Linked DNA regions of Mus musculus: region 2 is linked to region 1. A link is a contact called in public HiChIP or PLAC-seq data. All regions are on one chromosome and are shown on one strand. Each heading gives the region's core, a stretch centred on a gene start, on an enhancer-like site or on the middle of the called end of the contact. The rest is flanking DNA. Distances are from core to core; before and after follow the strand shown. Region 1 holds the start of Plxna4os1 (plexin A4, opposite strand 1). Region 2 has its middle 38 kb from the start of Gm32533.

Region 1 (5,442 bases), core at 1,928-4,427:
ACCCAGGCTGTGAACACAGAGAGCAGAAACAGAAAGGGGAGACTGTAGTCATCCACTTAGTTACTAATGCATCATCTCAGAGTGATTCTTTATTGTGTCCTTTTTTAATGGAACTGTAGGGAAAATGAATGTGTACAGAGGAATGGAGGGAGAGGCAGCAAGACACAGCCACAGTAACCTAGTTAGACAAATATGTTATTGAAAGGATTCAGTGCAAAGTGTCTGGGGGCTGGAAAAACAACCCAACAAATTGTAGCCAAGGTTCCCAAGAATCAAGAGCCCTGCTTTCAGGAATCTCATAAAGGATGGGAGGGGCTAAATATCAGGGCAGAAGAAGGCCAATTGTGTCCCAGAAGCTCCGTGGGGAGTAGGGGCAGCTTCCAAAGCTTAATTATTCTACTTCTGTACCTATGGAGCAATGGAAGCCACAAACCAAGGCAACCAAAGAAAGCAAAGGTTTCTTTTTATACTAATGTTGAAACCTCGGTATCTTTGGGTACCAAACTGTGGCCCAATGTCATCGGGCATCCGAGGAGTCTTTTGATAGTCATGATAACAAGCTAGTCTTCTAATAGGGTAGCATGACTACTAATTTCTAATATATTCCCAAGAGAGGGGCAGTAACCCTGACATGCTTTCTGCAAGCCAGGCCATAGCCAACATCAAGTGTTTGCCATGTCCCCTCCAAAGGGTTGCTGAGCAGCACCACCAGAGAGCAGCTCAGTCAGGAACCTGGGGGCTGGACCCATGACCTTCTCCTCATTAGCCCAGCTGCTGAGGACCCCAAGTTCCTCCCTCTAATAAGTAGCCAGGGAATGGCACAATGGAGGTCTGCACAGGCCACAGCTATGAACCAGCTTGGCAAGAGAGTCAGATCTCTGCAGGTGGCAACTAGGCTGGGAGCAAATCTAGTGGCCTCTCCCCCCCCCCCCAACGACCGGACCCCTGGGGACTCCCAGAGAAGTTTCTCAGCCTTGTGGGCAGTACCAGCCAAACTCCACCAGGAAGCTTCCATCCCCTTCTAGACCTTAGCTTTACCCGCCCCTAGCAGCTGCCTGTCAGGGGCAGATAAATCCCATACAAAACCACCCATCCATCCCAGCTCTTGCTCCCCCTCCCAGAGTTTAAGGCAGGCAGCCACAGCCACCATTCGAACTATAATTGAGGTGAGGATTGCCACGATGATTAAGTTTGTGTGTTTCCTGGCGGGTACAGGGAAGCAGTGGCCCTGCTCACCAGGCTGAATTATGGGGTAGGTCATTCCCTTGTTAGTGGGGATAAATTTTATTAGCTCCACTCATGTTGCCGTGTATCTTCCTCTCTTGCTCCTCCGGCCTGTGTGTCTGGGTAATGTCGCCTGCATGCAGGATAAATCAGGAGAACAGATCCCATTATATTTTGGAACACTGACAGAGACATAGTAATGACACGGAGAACGATACTGGTTTTCTTTGCTCTCAGGGATGCCGATGTGTGTCTGTGGACAGCATAGGGGGCCAGACTCACTAGGGAGAAGGACCTAAATGGACAGATAGAATGAGGAAAGTGCCCTTGGTTGTCTCTTCCTTCTCTAACTTTGTTAACGAAATGAGAGCAGTTGCCAGTGTGTGGATGTGTGATCATTCCCTTCAGCCTTACAAAATTAAAGGACACTGGAGAGGCAAAGCAAAGAGTGTAGCTTAAAAGATGTCTTTTCCTGGCACAGTGTCTGAGCCCCCATCACGTGTGCATAGAGAAAGGAAGACAGGCCAGCAAACAAGCACATCCTAGGGACTAAGACACCGAATGCAACCTCAGTTATATACAGTCCAAACCTCTCCAAAGAAGATAATGATGGTGTAAATCCATCAATAAACCACGGGGACAGTATAACCAGAAGTGGGGGTGCAGGGTGGGGTTGGGATCATTTGCATTCATCAAGGGGTTCTAAGGGCCTTCCCTTACTTTCTAATAACATCGGTGTGTTTCTTTTTTGCTTTTTATGGAATATATACTGTCTCACCAACTCCTTCCTTAGCATAAAATTAGAGCAGAAGGGGAACTGTTTACTGGCCTTTTGATAGTTCATGAGCAGGTGCTGGCTGAGGCCCAAAGGTCAGGACTCCCTGGCCAGCATCCTTGCCAAGATACCACCCTGTGTAGATGAAATGAATTAAAGGGAACTCTACATCTGGGGTGATTGGTGAGGTACATTCATGTGTTGATGGATAAGATGTCCAACATCCCATTTCAGTCTGTGCTATGCCCACTGAATGAGTCTCATGTGTACAAATACACATACACACTTGTATACGTATGAGAGAGAAATATCACCGTGTTCATGGCTGAGGGTCCTGTGTGAGCAGGAGAGGAAAGAAGCCACAAAGATAAAACAGAGGTGATGAAACATGAAGATAGTGGTTTAGAGCAAGACAAGGAGAAGCAACAAGAGGGGAGATGGACACACGGAAGTTGTGTGCACATGCGGGCATATTTACCAGTGTGCATGACATTGTGCCGAACCTGCAAAGTAATGTCTCAGCAGGGTGAGGATCCATGTCCTTAAGTCATAGCTCAGAAACTTATAGACTGAGTCTCTTGAATGTGTCTGTTTTAAAATTTGTGTGATTCTTGGGTCCCCCCCCCCCAATACACACACACACACTGACCTGCTGGCCTCCCAAGTGGCATCTTGGGAGAACACCATACGCCAACCTTGGACTTCCTCCCACCAGATCTAGCTCATCCCCCAGGACTTGGCCATCATCACATGACCTCAAAAGATCCAGATGGGACTTCTACTGCAATTCCTCCTGACCAAGAATGCCTTTAGACCTGGATGCCTAGTACTGGAGCTACATTGTGGGGAGACATGGGGGTGGGCAGGGAGGGAACTTCTGTCTTGGGGTTGCCTTACCACTGGCATTTGAAGTTTAAATAAGGAAATTGTGTACTCAAAGGGCTTACAAGGAGTGAGGGCTTGCAATGTGTACCTATTTCACGAACTTGTTTAGTGGTTTGTAGTGTTGACAAGATTGGTTGGAATGAGAAGGGGGGCAGGGTGTGGAAGAGGAGGAGTTCCTGGACCAAGGGAGTGTGAGTGCCAAGCAAAGAGAGGAACCCTTGCCTCTCACCATAACAGGAAACAAACCCATGTAGTCAGAGTCCAGCTTCCTGCTGACAGAGAAACGAAAACAGCACAAGCAGACCGGCTGAGGCTGGCCTGGGACAGCTGCCTGGCTATTCCGGATGCTCGTTTTCACGGGGTTCAGGATCTCAGGCGCCAGGCAAACCTGAGTGACCAGCTATGCTGGGACACAAGGCCAGCATGAGTGCAAGGGGATAACCCTGCCTACTTCCTAGGACTACCTGCTGTGTCTGGGAATCAGTTGAATCACACAGCATGTAGGGATGGAGTCCTCCTTCATATCAACGGTGTATGCTGTTGGGCAGAAAGTGAAAATGAAGCTTGTTCTTGTACCTCTGGGACCCCCATGGAACTGGTAAGGCCAGTGGGTAAACCTTCAAGTCATATGGGAGCTTGGCCCAGCCATAGTTCTTCCAGAAAGGCCTCTGGAATCTTGGGAGAAGTTTGCAGACTGCATTAACTTGGAGAGTCCCATTTGTACCCAATACTCAGTGTCTAGGACCACACATTCCTAGATGGTCCTTGCACAGGAACCTTGCCAACCCAGACAAGTTCTACTGGCCTTGCACTGAGACATGCTATGGGAGAAGTAGTGGGCTTGAGATTCAGACACACAGTATGCTCTAGACTGTAGAACATACTTAGCATTAATTACATAATACTAACCTCAGTGCTTGACTCTCTGTCCCTCTATGCCCTTGGGGATTGGAGCCTGACTATTCTGTTGCTCTGTAGGACTCTGGGAACAATGAAAGAGGGGCATGAAGCACATTGCACACTGGCAGGGCAGGGCTATGCAAAGCTGTGGTGGTCCTCACCGTCTACCCCCAGTATGAGGGCCTGATAGGTGACTGGTGATGATTCAAAGTAAGAGTCCCTGCCCCATGGACCCACTTGTTTGTTGTTTGTTTGGTTTGGGTTGGGTTGGGTTGGGTTGGGTTTGGGTTTTTTGGTTTTGGGTTTTTTTTTTTCCTAGCAGAAGGTCACTCTGAGGTCAAAACTCACAGAGAAGAGGAAGTGGTCTGTATCCACTCTGTGTCTGCTTCCCACTATCAGCCCTAGACTGGTCCTGCCGGGTGCTTCTCAGCTGGTTTCAAACTCAGACTTCAGGAAATGGAGTGATAGACACTCCCTTGACTACAACCTTTGTCCCATCTACAGGGTGTAGTGATCCACTTCCCTTTCACATTCCTGGAGACTGAGGTCTTTCCTTGATCTTGGCCAGTCTGTTGCCTAGTTGCCTAAAACATTCCCAGGATTTAAGATGTTTTCTCTACTCCTTGACTTACTTGGAGCCAGAGGCTAGGGCTCTATAAGGGAACTCAGCAAACTAAAGAGGGAGAAGAATGTAGGGAGCCACGTCTAGGACAACCCCTAGACTCATGAAGGACACAGACCCTTAGCTCGCAACAATGTCCTCCCCAAAGTGGGCTGTCTATTTCATATTAGAACTGTCAAGTTTCTGTGGGAAAGGCTGGCCATCACAGAGTCCTAGCATAAGACAGAAAAGGTAGATTCTCGGTCCCATAGCCTTAGAGGTGTGTGCTCTATAAGCAGAGATTTGCAGAGACCCTTTGAAGTAGGCTACAAAGGGGGCCAGAGCCAGGATCAGTGGTGAGAAGCTACAGAAATACAAATTAAATCAAATTGGTTAACCCTCCTAGATGCCTTCCTAACAAATTGGCCTCAGGTTAGACTCCTTGAGTCCCAGCACAACCTAAGACCCCAGCCATATCTTTCTAGCTCTCTTATGCCTAGGCTCTCAATGAGATCTTCTGAGCATTGTATAGGTTCTACTGCCTTCATTATTAGGTCCTTTTTCCATTTGGATTAGAGATGAACAGGACACAGGAAAAGAAAGGCTCAGAAAGCAAAGTTGGAGGATGCTTCCATCCCCAAACACCTAAAGATGCCTCACCAGCTCCCACAGTGTCTATATCCAACACAGCCCAGGCACTGACACTTGCAAATGTTTCTATACTCATAGCCACTCAGTCATAGGAGACCACTCCTGGCCGTTCCCAGCCTCTCTTCTGACATGAATACAGCCAGTCTTCCTCGCCCATGGAGAAGCAGAAGCACCATTGAGTTCTCTGATAGTTGCAATCAGAAGGCTCTGGATTCATGAGTTAGGCAAGTGACCCAGGGTCAGACCACTCTCAGCTCTGAGTTCAGGAGAAGAAATATAGGTGTCAGGAAATGGAAAAGGCCATATAAGCTCAATAAATATCTTCTGATAGGCATTCTAATTTTCATAATCAGAATAAAGTGTATAATCAAAACAAATCTCTGGTCATATCCCCTTTGTAAACTCT
Region 2 (5,442 bases), core at 1,373-3,872, 1.7 Mb after region 1:
ACTTACTCTTTTCCACAAAGGCGACACCACTGACCATTCCTATCAGCTGAATACAAGTTAGAAATTCCTCTACACCCTCACAACACACACACACACACACACACACACACACACACACACACACACACACACATGCGTGCGCTTTAGTCCCGGTGTATGACTGTTGCCCTCTAAGGTGGAGCCCATCAACTGTGGCACTCTAGGCACTAAGGACTGGATATCTCTTCCTGTCACCAGCCGTCAATAACAGACTTTCCTATCTGAACAATCAAAAATGTCTCCAGACATTGCCAAATGTGTCTTGGGATGTGAACCTGGCCTTTGTTGAGAACTATTGTTCTAAGTCACGACTAACTAGAATCAGCCTGGCACACCACAGGGGAGTGGGAGTTTCCTGTTACCTGGATCAATGTCTCATGCTCTCCAGTTCCAAATCGGTGTCTGCTCACTTACTGTTGGGTTTCTCCTGGCATCTAAATGAGATCAGCTATGGATGGCTGTAATTTTGGCCTGTACCACTTAGAGAGTGCTGGCGATAAAGAGGCCAAGGACAGAGAGGAGGGAGTGTGTGTATGTGAAGGGTGTTAAAGAGATGTTCTTAATGAACAATTATTGAGTAAAAGACCAGGGTTCACACACCTAAAAAGTGCCTCCGTGTAGTCTTGCCCCACAGCCATGCTGGCACCAAGGGAAACTGCCTCTTTTCATAGCACAGAGTGTCTTTCTGGAACACCCATTTTCAGTCAAGTGTGATCTCAAAATCCATCAACTTTAACCAACCAGAATACAAATAAATGCCCCATCTAAAATCCCTCAGCGCTCACCTCCATCTTGCTGAACTTCCTGATGCTCCAATTACATGGAGCTAGGATGGCGCATTCATATACAAAGTGATGACAGCACACACAAGCTCTGTGCGCACTCCCACTGCCATGTGCCACCCAGGCTGTTGGCATGGAGAATTTGTTTTAGTCCCTTCTCAGGCTTCTTACAAGGGCAGAGAGGCCCCCCAAACCTCCTTTCCATGCTGTGTTAGAGCTGGGGTTCCAGATGCAATCTAGACGTGCTAGTGAGCTACACTCGCCTGTGTAATAGGGAAGTAGATGGAAGCCTCTGCTTGCACTGCAGTGGGATGCCAGGTCAGTCCGAGGAAAATGCATGTTATCCTTCAACTCCCTGTCTCCATGATGGGTCTTCATGTCAGAGGTGGTAGACAATGTGTGATTTAGTAATCATGTCTTTCCTTCCTATCCATCATGACTAGGGTGATTTGTCTCCGAATCAATCGTCTAAAGGTGGCCCCTTATTTCTGCCCACCCAGTGACTTTCAGGGGTACCTGAGGTGCTAGCATTCATTTCTCAGCGAATGCGGTTCTGCTGCCTGGGTTGGGTCCTAGCTGACACTGCGCATGTGCTCCTGTGTACACATGCACACATCTTCTAAGGTCTGACAAACACTTTGCTCTGTTATTTCTTTAAATGTAGGAAGTTTATATTGATCATCTGCTGAGTGGTAGAACTCACTAAGTGCTGTCAGGCATCAACATGAAAAAAAAAAAAAAGGTTTCTCTATTGATCCTTAGGAAAATAGTCTCCATTATGGGACTACCACTCACCCACGCCATCACACAAAACCAATGCCTAAACAGTTGCTGTGTTGTGTGGTATTAAATACCATCGTCAGCACTGGTCAGTCAAGAGCCTGGGCAGAGTGGAGGTGCTTCCTTCATCTAAGGCATACAGGTAAGGAAGGAGAGAGAAATGGTGAACAGAATGAACGTCTGTCAGGGAAAGCAAGCCAGTAAGCAGCATCCCTCCGTGGCTTCTGCATCAGCTCCTGCCTCCAGGTTCCAGCGCTGCTTGAGTTCCTGTCCTGCCTTCCTCCAATGATGGATTGTGACCTGGAAATGTAGGCCAACTAATCCCCTTTCTCCCCAATTTACTCTTTGGTCATGCAGCCATAAAACCCTGACTAAGACAAGCATAAAGAGCAAGCAGGGTTATTATCCTGGTGGCTCTGGTTTCTGCCACAGTACGTTCCTCTGCTAAGGCCACGCCCATCCACATGGGATTTCTCTATGGACGCCACTTTAGAATGTGCCCCATGTGCCTCATGTGCCCTGCCATGATTCTGATTGACAGCAAATATAAGCTGCTATATTCAAATTTCCTCCGTGAAGAACCTGTAACGGTTCCCTGTTGTTTAATAAAGGCCAAGTCCAAATTTATTTCAATAATGTATAAAAAATTCAATTGAGAAAATAAATCCACATTATATGACTTGCAGATTATCATGCAGCCGCTGCCAGCAGCCATAAGCACGGTGGGAATGATAAGCCTGAGATTGGACATCGGGCTCCTTCAAGGTGGCACATGGATAGTCTCTCTTTGGTTTCATTCAATCATCTGCTTCCAAGCCTGCTATTTCCAGAGGATGCTTCCTGCTCCTTTCTTCCTTCTCATTTCCACCTCCCCGCTTTCCTTTTCCCTCTCGAAATATACAAGTGAACACAGAAGGCAGAAGCCTGACCCTGTATGAAAAATAAGCAGGAGAAAGGACCGAGACACTTTGTAACTATTACCCAGCCTCTGACTAGGCAGTGTCAGGTGATTGTGACTCATGTGGAGCACAGGAAGCCAGAGTGGGGAGGAGGGTGGGAGAGAGGCCCAGAGTCCATGCTTGGCATGGCTGGACTTTCATGTATTCCCCTTTTCTTCCAAATGAAAGGCCAGTGATTGTCAGTTCTTTGTGGGCTAATTCCAAACAACAGCTGTGCTGTTAGTTACCTTTCTTGTCGCTGTAACAGAGTGCCAGATAGAGCCACTTAGAAGAGGAGGGACTTATTTGGGGCTCATAGTTGGAAAGGATCTGTCACTACAGGCAAGGCATGGCGTATCCAAGCTTCCACAACATGGAATATGGAGCTTGGATACATTGTGTTATCTGGCCACTATATAGACACCTAATGGTGGAGCCCATAACAATACAGGATGCCTCTTAGATACATTGTGTTATCTGACCAGAAAGCAGAAAGCTGGAGCCAGAAGCAGGGCAGGTTACAACTCTCAAGCCCTTCTGTAATAGCCTGCTCTTGCCAGCCAGGCTTCCTACCCCAAAGACTCCAGGCTTCCCAAAGCAGCACCAGCAACCACGTGTTCAAGTACAGGGGAGTCTGTGGGGGACATTTTACAGCTAACGGATAGCACACACTTGTGGAGACTTAAAGTGAGTTTTACTAGTGGCGTCACAGAAAATGGTCACAGTAGACTTGGTTTCCAAACAACAAAGTTCAGCCAAGGTTGGCAGCCAAGGAAAGAATGGACACGAAAGCTGACGCCCCGCCCCTCCTTGTGTCCTGTGACAGTCCTGCTGAGTGCCTGCTTCTCCCCGGAGTAGGCCGAGGAGCGGAATTTATTACACAAAGCTGCACTGGGGCTGGAGCGCACAGCAGAAACTGTTTCTTTTTCTTTAAGTGTCAAGACTGTTGCTTATTTTTCAGGTAAATGTTTTAAGAGAAGCCAGATAAAGTTACCTGAGTATATTTCTTTTTTGAGAAGTATTATTATTATGTACTGTCATGATTTTATATTTTTCATTAATTCATTTTTTGGGGACAATTTCAGTATATATATATATACCCGACACACACACACCACACACACACACACACACACACACACACACACACACACACACACACAGGTTACATAAACCCTCCAGCTGTTCTTCTCCTCTTTCCATCCCCATTACCTCCTCTTGTCCCTCCACGCCCCTCCCACCAGCATATCTTTCTGTTTTGATTCTAACTTTGTCACCCAGGTAAGGACTATTCTTCCCAAGGCCTTTGCTAGATGTTATACTTCCAAGACAGTTCTCCCTTATCACTGACCAAGTATGACTGAAACCTTTATCTGACATTTGTGCACAAGGCAAAGTGAATAACCCTTTCCTGCTTATCTTTTCTCCTCCACATATGTGCCCGCTGCCTACCGTGATGTTTCATATTCAAACATTTTTCTCTTGGGGACCAACAAGTTGGCTTGCTCTGCAAACCTGACAACTTGAGCTCCACCCTTGAGCCCAAGTAAAGGCCGAAGGAGAGAGCCGACTCCATGAAGCTGTCCTTCGATCTCTGCAAGTATTCCCACACAAATAATAATAATAATAATAGTAATAATAATAATAATAACAACAACAACAACAACAAAGTTTTAAGATAATTTCATATATATGAGAAGAATTAGAAAAATACAAGCTGGAGAGGATGCAGAAATGCATCAGCACCAGACACCTCCATTTCCAGGTGAAAGGTTGACCCAGGAAGACAGAAGCACAATCATGGAAGTATAAAACTTGCCCTAGAATCCAAGTCACCTGGGTTCAGTTTTGTAATCTTCCACTAGCCTATAGTCCAAGATCTGGCTGGCTCTTGGGTATTTTCACCCACACATTAGCTCAGAGGGTAAAGGGAAATAGGATTAGACTGTGGAGAGATGAATCACCCTGGGCTAGTATGGGAAGATTTCAGACCGTGCTGGGGTTTGGGAGTTCCACCTCTGAGAAGATGGAGAGCTAGGGAGGGTGCTGAGTCACAAAGGTGGATAAACACGCAGATACCCTTCCCTTGGTGTCTGGAGAGCAGGTGTGTGAGGCCTCCTCTGTGGACTCGTTCCATTTAAACTCCAGCTGAGATGGAATCTAATCTCCATAACTGGTGACTTTATTTTCATCTTTCTAAGACTCATTTATGAAATTAGAACAATAATGCCTAACCCACAACCCATGCATGGCGATTGTGAGAATGAATGAAGGCCACACCTATGGCCCTAATGAATACTGTATCCTCCTCACCTTTCTCTACAGACACACCAGAGGGCTCACATCCCTGGACGATGTCTAGTTAGTCATAGGATCTCCAAGTAGACTTTGGAATAATGAATTCATGACATATCTGTTAAGACTGTATACATTTCAGGATGTCAATATTTAAATCTGATTAATATTTCCCTTAAAAGTTTCTGTTTTCCATGGACTAAGACATTCTGATGTAAACTTTCTTCAACTGACTTCACTTGGCTGCAGAAACCATCTGCTAGTATCCTGACCAGGACACCTGTGATATGAACATCTCCCATTGTTTCTGATGGGGCATATGCCACATCTGGAAAATTCATGGAAAAAGAACTTCCCTGGGATTTTTCCATGGAAGTACAACCAAAGCTATTTTGGTTCTTTCTCAAACAGAGAAAACTTGCCTGGTGAGGTGCTTATACTGTGTGAGAGAAGTACACATGGAGTCTTGTGGTGACCAAGATCACTCTCACTGAGAATAACTGCTCACCAATGTTCTAGCCCAAATCTCTAAGAGTCGACTGTTCAGCCACACAGAACACTTTCTGTACATGGTGATTTGTATTCACAGAATTCTCCTGTAGGAAAGA

Evidence for each region. HiChIP or PLAC-seq counts read pairs in DNA pulled down with a chosen protein or histone mark.
Region 2: a FOXA1 HiChIP or PLAC-seq map of pancreatic cancer cells shows a contact between it and region 1. The contact joins the enhancer-like site here to the promoter of Plxna4os1 in region 1. A contact is called at or near these places in 5 of 39 promoter capture datasets (the 3T3-L1 cell line, hippocampal neurons, pre-B cells and 1 more) and 1 of 115 datasets of contacts at active chromatin or transcription factors (pancreatic cancer cells).

What each region holds. Positions count from the first base shown.
Region 1 is chr6:32,507,964-32,513,405 of GRCm38.p6, forward strand. Plxna4os1 (plexin A4, opposite strand 1) reads left to right here and starts at 3,178. Exons shown (of 2, transcript NR_040277.1): 1 at 3,178-3,482. All of the region lies in intron 2 of Plxna4 (plexin A4), which reads right to left.
Region 2 is chr6:34,232,004-34,237,445 of GRCm38.p6, forward strand. No RefSeq gene overlaps it. Among named protein-coding and RNA genes, the nearest start is that of Gm32533, 38 kb to the left of the region's middle. Within about 2 kb of position 2,623, at least 42 of the 459 cell types and tissues checked have an H3K27ac peak or open chromatin away from gene starts, as enhancers often do. A contact at or near this core is called in pancreatic cancer cells, where this site is marked.